Regions from separate parts of the Astyanax mexicanus genome. Here region 2 is linked to region 1. The links are chromatin contacts, called in public Hi-C maps. All regions are on one chromosome and are shown on one strand. The core of a region is the stretch at or near the end of the contact, and the rest is flanking DNA. Distances in the headings are between cores, read along the strand shown.

Region 1 (2,876 bases), core at 3-2,502:
AATCTCATTTATCAAATATTACAGCAAATAAATTTTGATTGCATCACAACGACTCCTTAGCATTTATTTGTTTATTTATTTATTTATTTATTTATTAATATTTTCTGTATCTATTTCAGTCTCTCTTTTCTTCTTTCACTGCTTCTCAGTTTATGTCTTTACCCTATATAAACACTAGATGGAGGCATTGTGCAGATATAGTGCTCTAACTTGCTTTATTAATCTTTTTTTATTTTTATTTATTTATTGTTTTATTTAGTTTTGAGTCACAATGAGTTACAATATGTAATTGTTGTTTTTGAGCTTTTCTCTCCTCTTTTTTTGTATTTTAAAATAAATTTCGGTTGTGTTTAGTTATATTTCATATTCTTGCAATAAGGACATTAAGGAGTTCAAATCATATTAAAAGTGTTAAACTGTAAAGAGTATTAAAGCATCACAAAAGGCTTTATGTGCCTAAAAGCTGGTAAAGAAGGTTAAACTGTTTGAAAAAATAAACAAACTACAAATCCCATGATGCCTCGCCGTGTTGGGGGCGTGGCCTAGGTGACAGGCGTGCGTTCTAGCTCGCACAGGAGTTCAGTTCAGTTTAGTGAACTGATTCTTTTGAATCGTTCTGTTTCTGGGTGGATCTGATCACAGAGTTTTATGAAGTCACAGTTCTTCTCAGTGAATTAATTAAATAGATTAAAAATATCTCCTGCTATCAGGAAATATTAAATATCATTGAGTAAAGTTTTGGTTGCATTACAACCTTTATTCAACATTATACCAAAGTTCTTTAAACGTTTTGGATTTACTGACTTTTTTTCTGTGTTTAGTTGAGTAGTTCTTGTTTCTCATAACCTGGATTAGAACATTACTCAAATATTCACTATTCACTGTATATCTGTAACTCTACCTCAAAAATACAAAAAGGAGGAAACACGATAAACAAAGAACACAAACATAAAACATACACAAAAACACTTAATTTTTAAAGGCATATTTGATATTTTTTAATATACTATTTTAATATATTTAACTTATATTTATATTATAGCGTTGCTTTAGAAACTGAACCATCTTGCGCCAAGAAAAAGGTACAATATGACGTTCGTTCTTAAAATGACGTAAGTATAAATATTTCTTCTCAGCTGACTCAGTTCAGTAATATTCGATTCTTTTGAACCTATGAATCGGTTCGTCTGAATCGTAGAAAAGAACCGGATCAAGAGAACCGATTCTCTGCGGATCGGAGCCGCTGCGGTTTGAGTGTGTGAGAGCTGCAGGTGGGCGCCACTCGGTGCGCGCGAGCGGCGAGATGTTCGCGTTCAGATCCTGTTCTTTAGTTTCTACAGATTTAGGAGTTTTAATGTTTTAGTTTTTGTGGTTTTTGAGCTGTGAGGATGGAGTAGGAGGGAGTTTTGGGAGAGTTTGAGCTTTTGGAGTTCACTTATACCCCAGTAAACTCCGCCGGAGAACTCTGAGACTCAGTTTAACAGAGTTATACAGAGTTTTATTGAGTTTTATTCAGGTTAATTCTGCTTTATTCACCATGGCTTCAATATTCGGCCGGATTTTTCGTCTCCCCACTCTGGATAAGAAGAGAGTGAAGCAGTATGAACACGTTCACAGGGATGTGAACCCCGGTGATCAGTGGGAGATAGTAGGAGAGCTGGGGGATGGAGCTTTTGGGAAAGTTTATAAGGTGAGTTTCTCTCAGTTTCCTGTATTTAAATCACTGATTCCTGTGTTTAACAGCAGAACCAGTCCAGCTACTTTTACTGGTTGGTTTTTCAGGCTCTGCTCTGAAGAGCTGACTGTTTGAAACTGGGTGCTTCCCACTATTGGACTTTTTGGAGTGGAAAGAAGCTTTATTTACAGGTTTATTTAAACTTTACAGTTTGTAAATATCAGTTACTAAGAGTTTCACATCGTTAACACTATAAACAATTTATACACATTTGCTTGTTGTTTTTAAGGCACTATAAAAGTGTATTGACTTTCAGAAACTGGGAAATAGGGTGTTTGTAAAGTTGCTTAATGAAATGGACTAAAAGGAGCTTTTTGTAAACTTTACAGTTTAGAAATCCAGTTTAATCTCATTGACTGTGAGCTTCACACCTTTTTATATTTTGACCAGTTGGTTTGGCAGTACAGTGTTGGGTGTTTTTCACCATTGGGTTGATTTGACAGGGGATATATTGCAGACTTTACTCATTCTGTAGACTTTACATTTATATGCTCATCTACATTTGCTTGTTGGTTTTTCAGACTCTACAGTGAGGCACTGACTGAAATTGGGTGTTTTTTCTCTATTGGGCTGCTTGAAGTTTGTTGAGTATTTTACATATATCAAGACTCTATTAACTAAATTGGACAAATTGAAGTTTTTGTAAACTTTACAGATTGTAAATCCAGTTTAATCTCAGGGACCGTGAGCTTTAAACCTTTTATACTATTAACAGTTTTATTGGCAGTACTGTATAGCAGTGTCTGTCTGAAACTGGATGTTTTTTACCATTGGGTTGGTTTGACACAAGATACACCTATGACCCAGCCTTGATTGGGCATTCTGTAGAGTTTACAGTTATAACTTTACAATTTTAACACTATAATCAGCTCGTCTACACTTGATTCATTGAAACTGGGTGGTTCTTACCATTGGGCTGCTGGAAGTTTGTTGAATAATTTATATATCTCAAGACTCTATTAACTAAATTGTACAAATTGAAGCTTTTGTAAACTTTATATACAGTATATCCACCTTTGCTTATTGTTGTTTCAGGTGCTGACAGTCAGAAGCTGTAGTATTTCATAGAAAGAATTCAGAAGTTACTTAATTAAATGGAGTAAGTTAAGCTTTTTGTAAAATTTACAGTTTATTAAACCAG
Region 2 (3,348 bases), core at 844-3,343, 130 kb after region 1:
CCCCCCCCCCCCCCCCACACACACACACACCTATTCACACCTTTACTTACTTCAACAAAACACTTAAAAAGCTTTAAAAAGGTCTTCACCTTTTGGCCACCCCCCATTTATTTACAGTAAAGGTGAGCAGTAAGTGTTTTATTCAACATTTGAGGCAAACTGTGAGCAAAGAAAACTTTTAGGCTCCTGACAAAAAAAAGAAGCAGTAAAGCTGCAGTAAGTCCTGGACTGGTTGTTTTTGGTAGACGGCCAGTAAAGCTCTCCATGTGTACGATCATACAAAATAAAAGAAAACTTCGTCACACTATTAGAACAGGCCTACTTTAAAATGCATTGATTTGAGCTCATTTTTTTAACAATAAATGTATTGTTTTATTTAAACTGCTAAATTGCAAGGTATATAAATGTTACATGAATATCTAAACTTATACTCTACTCTGTACATTTTTTATATATGTACAGATAATATATATATATATATATTAAATGTTGGTCTAATAAAATGTGGTAAAATGTGTTGTGATACTGATATAACTGTCCATTTTTCTTTTGTAGAATGCCAGTAAAGCTTTTCATAGGCACAGATTAATAGTACATAATATAAGTTATATTATATTAACGCTACAGTAAAGCTGACCTAACTAAATACACAAGATTAAGAGAGTAGAGGACTTTTCAGGAGATTCTTCTGATTCTTCTGTGTTGCCTTTTATTAGTCACAACTTACTGCAGTGGGGTAAAATGTGGGGATATATTGTGTTGTGACATTAATTTGGGTCTCTTTATGTGTATGATAGTACAGAATATAAGTTAAATACTATATTAATGATACTGTAAAGCTGACAGTAGAAATAAAGATGGAGATTTTCTCTTGGGAAATACTTTCTATTTGCTAAAGCTTCTCTGTTATGTCTTTTATCAGTCGTAAGGCGTAATTTAGTGTGGTAAAACGTGGGGAAATGTTGTGTTGAGACATTGATTTAGGTCTTTTCATGGGTATTCTAGTACAGAGTATAAGTTATATTATATTATTCCTACTGTAAATTTGGCCTAAATAAAAATGTAGATTTTCTCTTTGCTAAATCTTCTCTTTTATGTCTTTTATCAGTTGCAAGTGTAATTAAATGTGGTAAAATGTGGTGTTGTGATACTTGTTTAGGTTGATTCATAAGTATTTTAGTACATAACAGACGTTATATTAAATTAACTTTATTCTTTGTTGCCTTTTTTCAGTCGCAACTTAATAAAGTGTAGTAAAATGTTGGAAAATGTTGGAAAATGTTGTGACATTGATTTAGGTGTCTTCATAGGTATTCTAGTACAGAGTATAAGTTATATTATATATTAATGCTACCGTAAAGTTGGCCTGAATAAAGATGGAGATGGGGATCTTCTCTTGGGAAATACTTTCTCTTTGCTAAATCTTCTCTTTTATGTCTTTTATCAGACACAAGCGTATTAAAATGAGGTGAAATGTGTTTAAACACTTCTATTATACTAAAATAAACTAAAACAAACAGAGAAAACTGTTCAATTCACATATTTAAGTGGCTGAAAGCCACAGTTTTAAGTCTTCTGCTCTGTGGGTCAGTGTAACCTGATCCTGCCTGAGTTCATTTTTCTCAGCCCCTCTCTCTCTCTTTGTTCCAGCAGCTCAGCTGAAAAACCCTCCAGCAAACTTCTGGAAACTAAAGAAAAAGGAGCAAAGTACGTAGAACAATGACATTTTCTAAAAGGACACAGAGTAAAAAAGGCATAAACTCACATAATGTTTGCTGGGATTTCTCCTCTTCTGCACATCTTGAACTGTTACATCTTGAACAGTCCTTCGTGGCATGTTGCCTCCTCCTCTCTCTTCTCCTCTCTGAGGAAAGTTCCCAGTAAAAAGGACTGAACTGGGGGAAGGAAAGGCTCAGAGCTGACTGGGAGCTGCTGGGTTAATGTGTGGCATCTGTTTTAGGCTGGAGAAGAGCTTGAGAAGAGCTGGAGAAGAGCTGAAGAAGAGCAGAAGAGCTGGAGAATGGCTGCTGGAATAGTCCACGTAGTCCAGTTTCCTGCAGGAGAAGCTCTCTGCTGTTCCCCTGTTTACTGCTGCTGCTGCTGCCAGCCTGCCTTTACCCACCTGTTTTCAGGAAGGCCCCGCCCACAAGTGCTGCTATTGGCTGGAAATCTCACCTCCACTGCTATGATTCTACGATTCTGCTGTCTTTTCCCCACCTATTTTCCGTTAAACCCCGCCTATCAGAGAGTCAATTGGCTGAAAACACACCTCCACTGCTGTGAGCTATGATTCAGCTGTCTTTTGGCTCTGTCTTTTTCCACCTATTTTTCGTTAAACCCCGCCCACCCGAGAGTCAATTGGCTGGAAATCTCATACCTAAAGATGTGATTAGCTATTCTGTAAAATAATTCACTCTTAGCCAATCCCAGCGAAGAAGGGAGGGTGTTGCCTGAAAACGGGTGAGAGGAAAAATAAGAATGGCTGCAGCCGCTCCCATCAGAAATCTCCAATCTCACCTTCACTGCTGTGATTCAGCTTTCTTTTCACACCCATTTTCATTTAAACCCCGCCCACCTAAGAAACAATTGGCTGATAATCTAATACCGAATGCTGTGATTAGCTAGTCTGCAAAGGAATTGACTCTTAGCCAATCCCAGCAAAGGAGGGAGGGGCTTGCCTGAAAACAGGTGAGAATAAAAATACGAATGGCTGAAGCCGCTCCCAGCAGGGTTGCCAGGTTCGCGCAGGTTTTCCCTTTAAATTGGGCTTGTTTGAAAATCCAGAGACGGCGGGGTGCGATTTTTTTTGTTAAAAATGACCGCGACCACCAAAAAAAAAAAAAGGACTAATTATGTTACTATTAAATGTTATAAAAAAACCTAATAAAATCAATAATGTTTTTTTTTTGTTAAAAATGTGCGTTTTTATGTTAAAAGTTACCGCGGACCACAAAAAAAAAAAAAACAGTGCTTTTTTTTGCTAATTATGTTACTATAAAATGTTCTTGACTCGAAGATAAAACTGTTATAAAATAATTAATAAAAACACAAATGTTTTTTTTGATAAAAAGGTGCGTTTTATGTTAAAAATGACGACAAAAAAAAAACCAAAAAAGTAAGTCCTTTTTTTTGCTAATTATGTTACTATTAAATATTCTTGACTCGAATATAAAACTGTTATGAAAGAACTAATAAAAACACAAATGTTTTTTTTTGTTTAAAAGGTGCGTTTTTTTATATGACGACAAAAAAAACTCCAAAAAAGTCAGTTCTTTTTTTTTTGCTAATTATATATATATATATATATATATATATATATATATATATATATATATTTTTTTTTTATTT

What was found. A called contact is a pair of places that touch in the nucleus more often than the background predicts.
Region 2: a Hi-C map of muscle shows a contact between it and region 1, with 9 times the contacts expected there. The contact joins the promoter of sh3pxd2b here to the promoter of stk10 in region 1. A contact is called at or near these places in 2 of 3 Hi-C or Micro-C datasets (both in muscle).

What each region holds. Positions count from the first base shown.
Region 1 is chr17:45,664,476-45,667,351 of AstMex3_surface, forward strand. It overlaps stk10 (serine/threonine kinase 10), which reads left to right and starts at 1,253. Exons shown (of 19, transcript XM_022676618.2): 1 at 1,253-1,690. The coding sequence starts at 1,538.
Region 2 is chr17:45,794,547-45,797,894 of AstMex3_surface, forward strand. It overlaps sh3pxd2b (SH3 and PX domains 2B), which reads right to left and starts at 2,094. Exons shown (of 13, transcript XM_022676622.2): 1 at 1,766-2,094. The coding sequence starts at 1,837.